Linked DNA regions of Gossypium hirsutum: region 2 is linked to region 1. Evidence: chromatin contacts called from public Hi-C data. All regions are on one chromosome and are shown on one strand. The core of a region is the stretch at or near the end of the contact, and the rest is flanking DNA. Distances in the headings are between cores, read along the strand shown. Region 1 holds the start of LOC107941935 (nucleolar protein 58-like). Region 2 holds the start of LOC107935234 (importin-5).

Region 1 (7,135 bases), core at 1,151-3,650:
TTTAAAAAATAGCAAAAATATTTCTATTTACATTTAATTATTAAAATATATCATATTAATTTTTTTTACATTTTTACTATTCCGTTAAAATATGGTACTTATTTTTAAAAAGATTAATATAATATTTGGTACCTAAGCTTCTTTTGCCCACTTTGATATTACAACTTGATGTTTTTTTCTTAATCTAGTATATAAAATTTCTTTTTGGTCCAATTTAATACCTAAACTTGTTAAATGTTATAGTAATTAACCAAAACACTAACTGTGTTAGTTTTTTTATAAGGGGACATAAATAGCTAACGTATAGCTAACATGTGACAAATAACATGAAATTTAATAGTATGAATGAATACATTTATTTGGACTTTTCTCTGTTTCGCTAAACAATATACTAAAAATTTATGTTTTATTGGGATTGAGCTTACTTTGACTATCAATGGTGGGAATGATTTAAGAGGGACCGCATGCTTAAAGCATGGCCTCGTCTTCACAAAGCCCTCAATTTCACAAAAATATCATTAGTATCACAAAAAATTGGTGTTAAAAAATTATGTTTTGAGCTATACTTAATGGATTGATATTGAAGAAGAAAACAAGACTTTTAGAAACCCAAAATAAAATAAATTCATTCTGTTAATTTAAAAAATTAAACTAAAAATTATTAAACATTTAAAATAAAAAAATCCATGTCATCTACCGCGTGGTCATACATTGATTATTTTTGCTACCTCATAAAAAATAATATTATTAATATATCGGAGTAATTAGTCTAATACTTAACAAATTTAGGTACCAAATTAGACAATAAAAAATTTAGGTACTAAATTTAAAAAATATATCAAATTTAAATACCAAATCATACAAAAAGAAATTAAGTACCAAATAAGAAAAAAAAAACCCTTAATTCAGATATCAAATACCAGGTTAAGCAGATGAACATGTAAGTACTAAATTATGAATGATTTGTTATTACTATGAGATAATTTTTGTTATTGAGAGAAAATCAAGACTTAATTTGTATTTGATTGGTTTTAGTTATGTTAAGCATTGTTAGTTGTAAATGAATTTTTTTTTCTTTTTCATATCATAAATTAGGAAGTTTGGTTCAAATAGTTTAGAGTTTAATAGGGAAAACAAGCTTCATGATCAAATTACATAACCTTAAATCATTAATAAAAATATTTATTAAGTTTCAACTGAAAATAGTGTATCAACCCCCATAGTTTGCTTTTCCCTTAAGTTTCTTCTTCCTCATCTTTCTTCTTCTTCTTCTCTTTTACCTCTTCTATTTCTTCATCATCCTTTGCCTCCTTGTCTTTCTTTTTCGTTCTCTCTTCCTCTTCACCTTTCAACTTCTTTTCTTTCTTTTTCTCCTTAACCTCCTTGTCTTTCTTCTTTTTCTTCTCATCTTCTTCTATACCATGCTTCTTTTCTTTATTTTTCTCTTTCTCTTCCTTGTCTTTCTTCTTCTTTTTCTTCTCATCTTTCTCTTCGTCTTCTTCTATGGTCCCTTCTTTCTTCATCTCCGTTTCCTTATCTTTTTTCTTTTTCTTCTCATTGTTCACACCAGCTTCATCATCTTTGTGAATCGTCTCCTCCTTAACTTTTTTCTCTGATGTATTCTTCATCTCTCCAACTTCATTATCCTCGTCTTCTTCTCTATATTTCTCTTTCTTCTTCTTTTCTTTCTCCTTCTTCGATTTGTCCTTATCCTTCTCTTTATGTTTCTCTCCCTTTTCCTCCTTATGCATTAGCTTTTCCTTCTCCATTGATTTGGTCTTTAGCTTCTCTTCCTTCTCATGGCTTGGCTCCATATCCTTTGCCTTTGACTATGAAATACACTTCTTTCTTCTCTTCCTGTGTTTTATTTTTTATTACAAATTCCCTGAAAGAAATGCTGCATGTAAATAAGCAAGTAAACTTAACTGTGTAAGGAATGGTTGATACATTACAACATGTAAGAATATTCAAAATATCTGAAACAAGAAAAACAGTTTCCCAATGCAACCCCAGCACTAAATTACCTTTGACAGATACACAAGACAATCAAGATCTTCTTCAACAGACAGTATTCATCAACATGGATGATTATCTCTACATTATTTCACAAGCCAAGAAAAGAAACCCAGATTCATTTTCCCCAGTTAAACGATCAAAACAACTGATCAGTAAAAATCAAACCCTTTATATTAACAAGCTTTCAGAAAAATGAAATAAAGATCCAAAGGCAACATAATTAAAATGAAATCTAGAGATGTATGTACCTTTGACTTGTTAAGACAGGCAGATGCAAAGGTTTTTTTTTTTTTTTAAGACAGAAGTACATTTATGTAGGAAATGGGGAAGGTTCAATTGTTTTATATAAATATTTGATTGAATCAGCCCGCCAATGATCCAAGGTAGTTGAAGGGATGAAAATGTTGAACGTTGAATAAGAGAAAATAGTAAGTAAATAAAAAGTTGGAGCCAGAGGATGAACCCCCCCCCTTCTAGATCTTGATACGAAAAATATTAATTTAAAAATATATTATTATATATTATATATTTTTTACTTAATAGTTTTTATTTGTAAAAATAAACTATTAATATACTAAATAATATGCTTTTTAATTCAAAAAATAATAATACTTTTTTGCAAAAATATACGTTTAAAAATTCTAACTACCAAAATGATCTGTTAGTATAATTTTAAAAAATTCCAATAAAATCAGTAAAATGATATATAATATATTTTCTAAATTATTTTTTTAATTTTAATTTTAATTTTAATTTTATCAAATTTTAATAATTTATATTGTAATATCAAATTCTAACAAAAAAAATTATTTATTCATCTAAATAAAAGTCGATAAAGGAAAATGAGTATAGTTATGCGTATTATATTTCAAACAATAAAATGAAGAAAAAAAAAACCCACACCACTTGGTCATATATTTATAAACATTATCCTTCATATATGTGCAATAGTAAATATATTTTATAAATCATGTAATTATAATTACAATAAAGGTTATAAAAATATTAAATAAAATTTATGTTTAAAATGGGTTGAAAAAACAACCTTGTACAAGCTGAATGCTTTGCTCCAACGTGGCGCCGCCCACAAATGAAGGTAACAAAGACAAATGTGTAAGTTAAAAAGAATCATTTTCAGACAAGGAAAATCAAAGTTTCGAGTTTCCGCGGACCTAAACTCTAAAAGAGAGAGAATGTTCCTCATCTGAAACCGTGTCTAATCAACAATGGCCGTTAATCATCCATCAAACGAGGGACCTACAAATTTCAACGCCTATGATTACATAAATTCCCTACAATTCACCGTACTTGATAATCTGTCTCCACGCTTTTTTAAAGTTTGCCTTTGCCATTCTTCTGAAACGGATCCCCACCTCTTTTGTTTCTCCCTTTTCTCTCTTAAAAATTCACAGGGAAAAAAAAAGAAAAAAAAAGTTGAAACCCTAAAATTAAAAAAAAGACCTGGTTTTTTTAAATGTAAAAAAAAAACCAGGTCTTATCAACAATTATAATAGTTATTGTGTTATTATTAATTAATATTAATATTAATTAATCACATTTTATATTTAATATGTTTTTAATAATATCGTTTTAGCTTTCTCCATTTTTTGGTTTCTTCTCTTTGAAGCTTCGTTGAGTCTTGTTCATCTTTCCACAATGAACAACCTTTTAATGGTAACATTTTGCAATTTTCAAATTGTTGCTACTTATTTATTTGTTTGCCTGTGTTGGTTTTTGTTTCGATTTAAGTTTTTCTTTATTATTTTTATTGATGAGGATAGCTGCATTTTGTATATTTTATTTGGATCCTGATTAAAAAAAAGAAATTTAATGTTATTGGAAAATGATTGTCAGGAGACTAGTGAGCTCATTTTTCTTATAAGACGAAGGTTAATAGAAATTGCTGTTAATTCAGCAGGAATTGAATCAATTTAGAAGTTTATCAAGCTAATTAATTAGTTAGTCTTAGGTGTTGAAAACTAGATCAAAAGAACTTATAACTTAAGCTTGTAAAGGAATGTAATCAGCATTCGTTGAATTTAAAAGGAAAAAAACTAAGCATGAACTTGTGTTATATAATTTTTAAATTTTGTGTGGATAGAAAAATGTTTTTAGGTATAATTAAGATATTTTCAGATGGCTCTCTTTGTAAATTCTTGGTCTGTTTAGAATAAGCGGATGAGCTTGTCTGCTTTGAATTATGCTTTAGTAATTTTTTATCTCGGCTTGGTATAAACTAGTTGCACTCGTGCTCTATTTCTTGCAGGAGTCCTGTGAAATCCCTAGAGGTGGATCCCAAGGTAGAGATGTCGAGTTAGGAGCTCCAATGAACTCTGGAGAACTCTGCCTTCAAGAATTCTTTGTTAAGGTGCTATAGACTTCTTGATGTAATAACTATCCTCTGTAAGCTAAGCAGCAATATATTGGATTCGTAACTGCAATTGCAACTTTTCTTCGTGTTCATCTCTTTAGGCGGAATTAAATTTCTTTATGGCATAAGCTATGGCTTGAATCACTGATCTCATACTACGTTTTGTCTTTTCCAGGTTCAAGAGATAGATAAACAATATGAGAAGCTGGATAAGCTACTCAAAATGCTTCAGGTATCTTATTTAATATATTTCCCGATTCCTTGTATGATACCAAAGCTTCAAGATATCTGTCTTCAATATTTTGCTTACTAGTATGAATTTTAGGAATTGTTGGATGTAATTCATCTAAAACTGACTGAAACCTTGAGGATTCCTCAGTTTTTAAGACTGATATGGAAGAAGAGCAAAAATTTTGGCTTGGATCTTTCCTGAGCTTTGACATTACTTAATCTTTCACCCCTTCCTGATTTTAAGGTTTGTTCAGCTTTAGTATTGTTTTTATGATTTTCAAGACTGCAGTGTGAAAGCACTAGCATCCCGCTCTCTCTCTAGCCATAAAACCTATAGTGAAGAAATCTATTTAGGTTGCTAAATTCCCAAGTTTTTCCATTTAGTGTTTCATGAATCCAAGGCCAAGATACATACTTGCTGGATGATTTGTGAGTGATGAATCTTGTGAGCGACATCATTGGCTATTGATTAAGATGTTCGGATGCCATTTTCATTCAAATATTTTATGCAGGATGCACATGAGGAATCAAGGACAGTAACTAAGGCTCCTGCCATGAAATGTAAGCAATATTCTGTTTCATGCTTCTCTTACATTCATAGTTTCAGTGAAAGTTGCAGGGAAAACAAATGATGAGGTCTGTGCTTGTATCTTTTCATTTATCACTTTGATGTTGAGAATTTATAAAATAAAAGCCTATTCTTAATTAACTGAATTTTGGTTACCCTGTTTTGAACTTAAAGCTCATGATGGATGCTATTATCATCTGTAGCTATCAAACAGCGAATGGAGAAAGACATTGATGAAGTTTTAAGAGTTGCTCGATTTATAAAGGGGAAAATTGATGAACTGGATAAAGATGTAAGACTAATTACTGCTTTTATTTTGTTTATTGCTGCCTGCTTGATTTATCATTTCTTTATTTTTTTCTTTTTTTGATTTTGTACAGAATTTAGCCAATAGGCAGAAGCGTGGATGCAGAAAGGGATCAGGTGTTGACCAGTCAAGGGTTGCAACAACTCTGTAATATACCATCCTTTTTGTTATTTTATTTTAGTCCCTTTTAATACATGATCGAAACTGTTATGAGTACTTGTAATGTGGATCTAAAATATGATAAGCAGAAGTCAGTTTATTTGGCTTTTGCTGCCATGATTAGTTTGATGAAATCTGACACAGGTTCTAAGGATCCATGACTGCTTACTATTTTGTTGATACTTAAAAAATGAAATGATTGGTTCTACTTAATTTCTCGCAACGCGTATGACTGGTGGTAGTATAATTTTTTATTTCATTTTATTTGTTAAACATACTAGAAGTATAAAACAAAAAACTAAAATTTAATTGTATTCATTGCTGGAGCAGCAGAGCTATAATGGCAAAGCTTTCCATAATGTTGGAACATGTGTTGTTAGCATATTATATTGAAAGCCTTTTTATAGCTTTTGTTGGAAGTAACTTATGGATTGAATGTAGTCTTCAGTTCCTGAAGCTTGTTTTTGTGCCATATTTCTTTATGATTACACTTGTCATGGTGTTTCAAATCGTCGCTACATCTGGTTCATGATTAGGGCTGTATAAGAAAGAGCAGTGACTGTTTCTTAACTTGTAGTTTTAATATAGTCCAACATATTAATGATTTCGATTCTATACCCTCCAAGTCCAGTCCTAAAGAAGAAAAGAAGCTATGAATTTGACCCCATAACAGCCATGTTTTTGCTGCAGTGCCGTGAAAAAGAAGTTGAAAGACAAAATGGCTGAGTTTCAGGTAGGTCAGATTTCAATACTTTAAGATGTTATTTGTTGAACCGGTATTTCCTGTTTTCTTAGCCTTACTAAGTTCTTCCTACATGCTATTGCAGATTCTTAAGGAGAGAATCCAGCAAGAGTACCGAGAGGTTATTGAGCGACGTGTTTTCGCAGGTTAAGATGTTCACCTGATACTTATTAATTGCTACAATATTGCATGATATGCAGCTAATATTTATCTGCACTGATTATTATGATTTCCAGTGACGGGCACAAGGCCAGATGAAGAGGTATGATAAGCTTCACTCCTTGTATTATGAATAACTCTCTATCCTGTTCAGAGCATGTCTGATTGTTGCACATGGTACAGACAATTGACAGATTGATAGATACTGGAGATAGCGAACAAATATTCCAGAAAGCAATTAGCAGCAAGGGCGAGGCCAGGTTTGTCTTACTTTTCCTTATTTCTTCCTTTACTAATATAGCTTCTTACTTCAGCAATTTCACAAAGATAATACTTGTTGTTCATCTCCAGAGCCTTCTTTTGTTTTGTGGAATTTATTGGAAGGATAATGATTTATACTATTATAAGAGTTACAAAATCAAACTTTCATTTACCAGCTTGAAGACTGATTTTCAGTATTCTCTTGTATGCCATCTCATGTTGCAGTGACACAATCCATGTTGGACTTAGTTGGACTGTGTTTTGGTGGAATATAAGTGACTAGAAATTGGTTATGGCTAAATTAAATTTGGGTGCGTTTGC
Region 2 (7,206 bases), core at 4,705-7,204, 210 kb after region 1:
TCTATCAATAGAAAATGGTAAATGTTGGTATATAAAATTATTTCCTAATAATATATCTCCATGCATTGCAGGAAACATAATATTTTTTGGTATTACAAATCTCACATTGTTTATGTATATAGGTATAGTTCTAGCCTTATATTGATTTCATTACCACCTATTCCTATTGCTTTTATAGGATGTTTCATAGGTTCCCATTTTTCTACAGGAATGACATTCTTTCTGTAACTACCGGTTGTAGCTCCCGTATCTAATAAAGCATGTAAAGAATATGTTTTATATTCTCTAAATTGAAATGTAATTTCAATATATGTATAATATTTCCTGGATTGGAAATTTGAAAATGCAATTACATCATTTTTACCAACTTTCATTTGTTGAATGATTGTTGAAACTTGTATTTATTCCATTCTAGTGTTTCTAGAATTTCTACTTGGTTCTGTAGGAAAAATAGGTATATGAACTGTTTTCATTCCTATTGGTGTAGAACTTGTACTTATATTGTCCTCTTCTTCCTCTATTGGAGTATTTGAGGGTAAAACTAAATTTTCAATTATATTTGTTATAGCAGTATTTTTGAAATATAATTTATTACCAGACGACATGCATTATATAATACTTACAGGTTTAGAAGTACTTGCACTACTTATTTTCTCTATCATCCAGTCTTTTGGTATTGATAAATCTCTTAGATGTAATAATTGTGGTTGTATTTCTGTAATACATTTATTAAGTTCAAAGAGCTCAATAATTTTGTTATTAATCTCTTTTATTTCTACTTCTGCAGTATTTGTGTATTCATTAATAGAAGTCCAACTTATTGCAAGATCTTCTGCTAAATCATTGATTTCATAATTTTTTGTTTGAATTCTTAAACATAAACACTCTTCTATTAGAGGGTCTGTAATGGATATAAAGTAATTTGGTTTAACTTTAAATCCTATTACTCCTGTGTGTAAATTTGACTGAATTCCTCCAATTAAGTGCTTTTATTGGATTTTCAAAACTTTTATTGGATTTTCAAATCTTTTATCTAATAGTACTGCTATTATAGGTATATCATGACCTTTTCTAAATAAAGCTCTAATAGTTATCATAATTATTCCTAAATGTATATATCTAACTTAAGGGTATTTCTTTTTAATCATCATAATTTTATCTTTAGTAAATAATGAGATTTCTGTTAATCCTCCTCTAGTATCCTTTGCTACTATATTTCCACTTATCTTTTCTATATGTCTTTGACTCCATATTTTAAATTTAGATATTTTATATATTTCTTCTTTAGAAATATGATTTTTATTTATTTTTTCTATCATCTCATCAGAAATGTCTTTTTCTTCTCCGATTAAATTTCCTAATTTTATATCTTGTTGTTCATTACTAGTAATTTCTTCTAAGTGATTATTAGAACTACTTCCTATATTGAACATAAATATATATTCTTCTTTATCAGAATCTGTTTCTGATATTAATTCATATAATATTGCTTCAGGATTTATTTCCTCCTCGTAACATATTTCTAATTATTGTTCTTCAAGAGATTTAATCATTTTCTTTGCACTTTTTCTTTTTTTAGGACAATTTGGTGTAATATGACATTCTTCATCACATATAAAACATTTACAAATTTGTTTTTAGGTTTTCTAGAAGTTTTCCTTCTAACAAATCTTTTCTTTTTATTATAACCAATATATTTTTTATTTCCTAGTTTCCATCTGGCTAATTTATTTCTTCTATTTTTCTTCTTATGTTTTTTATAAGTCTTAGGACGTATTTGTTTACATCCAAATTCTCATTCATTTTCTAGGATTTTTGTACAATATTTAGTACTTAAATTATGGTTGACTTGTTTAGAAGCTTTACTTTGCAAACAATGTAGAGTTATTCTCTCTTTTGCAAAATTTATCCTATTTCCTATAGAATTTGTATTTTCTGGTAGTACTCTAACTATTTTACTATGTTTTTCTAGATAAGAGACATATTTTTTTATACATATCTCATCCCATGGTGGTGGTAATTTATGAAAGTATTGGTTTTTCTAAAATTCTATATTTTCATTTTTTAATTTTTGATATTCATGAAGAATTTTTTTATAAAATTCTTCTAAATATCTAATATCACATAATTTAATTTTTGACAAAATATAATTAGATATATTATCTTGATCTTTTTTGTCAAAATAACCATAAAATTCTATATTTAGAATAAATGTTAATAATTTTAAAAGATGTTTGGGAGTTCCTATCTGGTTGATTAACTGCCCTTTTTGTTCTTTTCCTTTCTTAAATTCTTCCATCTTTTGAGAAATTGTAGAACATCTCCTTGAAATGTTCCAACAAAATAATTTAAATTTTTTTCTTTTGACCACGTATTGTTATTGTTTACAACAATAGTCATAGATTGTGCCCAATCATCTATGGTTTTTTCATAGTCTGATATAAGAATATTAGTTAAGTCTAAATATGTTCCTCCTTGAGCAACATTTCTTTTATTTAAATCATTTATTCTATGTGGAACTGGTTGAGTAGATGATTCTCCTGTGTATTCAGATTTTATATTATTTGTAGCTATATCTTCGGTTTTATTACCAAAAATTCTAGTCGTATTTTCAACCTTTTCTAAGTCTTTATTAAAAGATCTCAGATAATCATCTTTTTGAAGATCTGACTCAATTTTTCTTTTTCCATAAGCATCTGTTTGATCAGTATCCATAGGTTCTGGTATTTCTATATTTTCATCTTCATCTGTTGAAGTATTTTCTTCATCAGATTTATAAGTAGTCACTTTTAAATCTTCTAGATTTATAGAATTATCTGAATTACTAGAACTACTACTGTTTGTAGTGTCATAATTTAGCATATAATGATAGTTAAATAAAGTAAATAAATCTTTATGTTTTTCATAAATTTGTTCTATTAATTTTAAATATTCTACTCGTTCATTTTTAGCTCAACTCTTAGTAAATTTATATTTCCAATGTTCTATAAGTTGTTTATAGGATTAGAAATCATATTGATGAGTATATATATATATTTTATTTTATGTTTTTCATGTTTTTTATTAGTAGAAAATGATTCTTCTGAAGAAGTGTCTTCTTCCTCAGACAAAGTTAAGATTATATTACTATTTCCATAATATAAAGGACCTAAATCTACCTCTTGTTCTATATTTTTGTTAATAATACTTCTTCTAATTTATTATTAACATTAGATAATATGTCTTTAGATTCGTTGTTCAAATCTAAATCTGTAAGTTCTCCTAAATTATTTACTTGTTGTTCTATATTACTTACTTTATTATATAATTTATTATAAAATATATAGAAGTTATATCTATTAAACTATTAAAACATTTACTCAGAGCTGAAATATTATTTTCATTTTTAGAGTCGATATGCATAGTATGATTGCAAATTTTATCTTTATATAGAAAATCTGTTTCTTCCATGAAATTTATCTTTGGTACCTAGAACCTTCCGTTATCTTTTATGTCTTTACTCTCAAAGGCCTAAAGTCTCACACAGACATAAGCAGGTAATAGAAGGACATAATAACAAATATATGGGTTTTAAGATAAATAACCATGAAATAAATTGAATTGTAAATAAAAGATAAAGACTTACAATGAATACTATGATATTATTTCTCAAAAAATTGTTACTCCGACGTTCTGATACCAATTACAGGAAAACTATATGGGGAGGCTTGACTTGGAGTTTTTGACTCTAAAGAAGAATATGGTGATGATAAAGAAGTAGCGGGTGAATCATTTTTTTTAATTATTTTCTTCTATTGATTTTTTTTGAATTTTAAAAAATATATAATTTTTATATGTTTTTCTGAATTTTGAAAATTTATATATATTTTCTTTTTTTTAAAAAAATTTGTTATAAATTTTATATAGTTTTTTTAATTTAAAAATTTTACCTATTTTTTATTTTTTAAATTATAATTTTTGAATTTTAAGAATTTTTTTTTGAAAACTTAATATTTTTAAATTTAAAAATTAATTAATGACTGAGACATGTAGATTGTTATTTAGATGTCATGTCAGCATCAATCATTCTCATCAACAATGTTAATTTACTGTAATTCTACATAATTGGACAAAAATCAAAAGTTGAAGAGGTCAATGAAGCTAAAAAAAGAAACCGCCACTAAAATATTTTTTTTATATAATTTAAGTGTAAAAAAATCATTATAAATGTTTGAGAAATAATAATATTTTTAAAAAGGACTAGATAATTTTAAAAGTTACATAAATAATAATGGTAAATTTTTTTTCTAATGTGAACTTGATATTTTTCTGTAAAAATTCTGATTGGTGGGTAATATTTTTAGAACTTTGGCTTCTTAAGATTTAGAAGTTAATTTCTTTTGGTAAACTATATCTAATTGTTCCTAAACTTTATTTAAAATTGTATTTTAGTCACCCAACTTTCAAAAGTTATATAACAATTATCAAATTGTTACATTTTTATAACTTGTCTGTTAACTACTGTTACAAGGTTGATGTGGCACTCTAATTTAAATGGTTAATTACTAATTTGGTCCCTAAACTATAATAAAAATGTCATTTTGTTTTTTTTAAATCTTAACAATAATTCTAAAAAGAACTAAAAAAAATCTTAACAAGCAAATAAAGAAATTATAAAATAATTAAAAACATTAAAATTTATACTTTATTTGTTTGTTTGTTAACATTTTGTTAGTTCTTTTTAGAATTATTGTTAAGAATTTTTTAAGAAAAATGATATTTTAGTTATAGTTCAAGGACCAAATTCGTAATTAAATATTTAAATTAACGTGCCACGTTAAGAGACGGACAAGTGACAAAAATGTAACAATTCGATAATATTAGTGACTATTATGTAACTTTTGAAAGTTGACTGATTGAAATATAATTTTAAAAAGAATGGACCCTTCTATTAATTATACCATATTAATGTATCACACTACTAAATTAAAAATTTTATTATCCTTTTTAGGCATCGGATCCAAATGAATTGAGACAAATACGTGAGAAAAAAATGAAAAATAAAAAAATAAAAAAGTTTAAATCACAAAATAGTATTGAAATTATACTAATTTTCCTAATGGTTCTTAAAGTGATACCTAAGCTACACTTCATTATCCAAATTACTCTGCCCTTAAAAAAATCTCTTAAACCTTTTGGATTTTTTTAGTTAAAAATTGGCAAGTGCGATAAAATTAGGGATGATATCACATTTGGTACTGTACTTTCATAAAATGTTTAATATGGTACTTCTATTTCGAAAATATCCAATGTGGTACTTGTAATTTGGAAATGTCCAATGTAGTACTTGTAATTTAGAAATGTTCAATGTGATAACTGAATTATTAATACGTATTTTATTATTATACATGTATTTCATAAAATGTCCAATATAGTACTTGTAATTTAAAAATGTCTAATTTGGTACCTAAACTATCAATATAAATTTTTATATTTTTATCATTTTAAACAATAAAACGAGCCAAGTCAAGCTAGCCCTAGCCAAGTGTGTCTCAAAAACGAGTCAAGCGAATCGGTTTGGCTATTACAAGGCCCATGAAAACCTCTTATTACCATTTAAGGAGTAAATAACATAATTTTTTTAAATTTAAAATTAATTTTAATATTTTTAATTTTAAATATTTCTTTTTTTTCAAAATTTTTGAATTCTTTTAAGAATTATATATTTAATTTTTTATGTTTTATTTAAAAATGAAAAATAGGTTATTTGATCAATTTTTGACTGCTACGTTCGTAACTTTAAGAACAAAATTAGACAAAAGGACCAAGAATTTAAAATTTAAAAAAATACAGGACTTAATGTCTCAAAATTATAGAGACTAAATTTTAAATTTCAAAAGAGTAGAGGGAACATTTTAAAAAATTCATAAAATAAAATTTAATTATTAAATCAGAATGAATATTTGGAATTAAAAGGAAAAGTGAGTAAAATGAAAATGTGTACGAGTAGAGAGGCATGAAGAAGAAATGGACCGACAACTTTTGGTTTCGTTTAAAACACTCGCACTCGCTCTCGCAAACCCTGCCTTAAAATTCGTATCTTCTTCTTTATTTCTTCTTTCCTTTCGTTATATTGGGATTGGGGAGGCGCCACAAATACAAAAAACCCCAAATAACAAAAACAAATTCTATCTCCTAAAACCCTGAAACTCGCCCATGGCCACCGATCAAACTCAGCTCCAACTCGCTCAACTCGCCCACATCTTGGGCCCCGATTCGACTCACTTCGAAACCCTAATCTCCCACCTCATGTCTTCCTCCAACGACCAACGTTCCCAGGCCGAGTCACTCTTCCACCTTGCCAAACAAACTCACCCCGACTCTCTCTCCCTCGCTCTCTCCCGTGTCTTATCCTCATCCCCTCGCCCCGAACTCCGAGCCCTCTCTGCCGTCCTCCTCCGTAAAATCCTAACTCCCGCCGCTGATTACTCCTTTCTCTTTCCTCTCCTGGCTGAATCCACACGCGCCGCCATCAAAGCCTCGCTTTTATCCTCCCTCCAAACAGAACAATCAAAAGCTAACGTAAAAAAACTCTGCGATACAATTTCCGATCTCGCTTCTTCCGTCGTTGCTACTAGAGGCTGGCCGGAACTATTGCCATTCCTCTTCCAATGTGTGAATTCTAAGAATCCCAACCTCGAAGAATCTGCTCTTTTGATTTTCTCTCGATTAGCTCAAAACGTCGGAGAAACAACGGAAACCCTAATCCCTCATTTAAACACTCTCCATTCCGTCTTCTTCAATTGTTTATCAAATCCGTCAAGTTGCGACGTACGAATCGCAGCTTTAAGCGCCTCAGTCAGTTTCATTCAATGTATTTCAAACCCCAAAGATCGGGACGCTTTCCAAGATTTGTTGCCGTTGATGATGCAGACGTTGACCGAGGCGTTGAACTCTGGATTAGAAGCCACAGCTCAAGAGGCTTTGGAATTGTTAATTGAGTTAGCCGGGACTGAGCCGAGGTTTCTAAGGAGGCAAATAATGGAAGTAGTAGGATCGATGTTACAAATTGCTGAGGCGGAGAGTTTAGAAGAAGGAACACGCCATTTAGCCATTGAATTTATAATTACGTTAGCAGAGGCGAGAGAGAGGGCTCCGGGGATGATGAGGAAGTTACCACAATTCATAAGGAGGTTATTTTGGGTGTTGATGAATCTATTGGTGGAC

The links. A called contact is a pair of places that touch in the nucleus more often than the background predicts.
Region 2: a Hi-C map of leaf shows a contact between it and region 1, with 2.2 times the contacts expected there. The contact joins the promoter of LOC107935234 here to the promoter of LOC107941935 in region 1. A contact is called at or near these places in 12 of 34 Hi-C or Micro-C datasets (anther, callus, fibers and 4 more).

What each region holds. Positions count from the first base shown.
Region 1 is chrD11:52,566,971-52,574,105 of Gossypium_hirsutum_v2.1, forward strand. It overlaps LOC107941935 (nucleolar protein 58-like), which reads right to left and starts at 2,401. Exons shown (of 2, transcript XM_016875560.2): 1 at 2,265-2,401; 2 at 1,026-1,885. The coding sequence starts at 1,814. The coding sequence ends at 1,236. It also overlaps the pseudogene LOC107941932.
Region 2 is chrD11:52,774,700-52,781,905 of Gossypium_hirsutum_v2.1, forward strand. LOC107935234 (importin-5) reads left to right here and starts at 5,955. Exons shown (of 20, transcript XM_016867806.2): 1 at 5,955-7,206. The coding sequence starts at 6,196.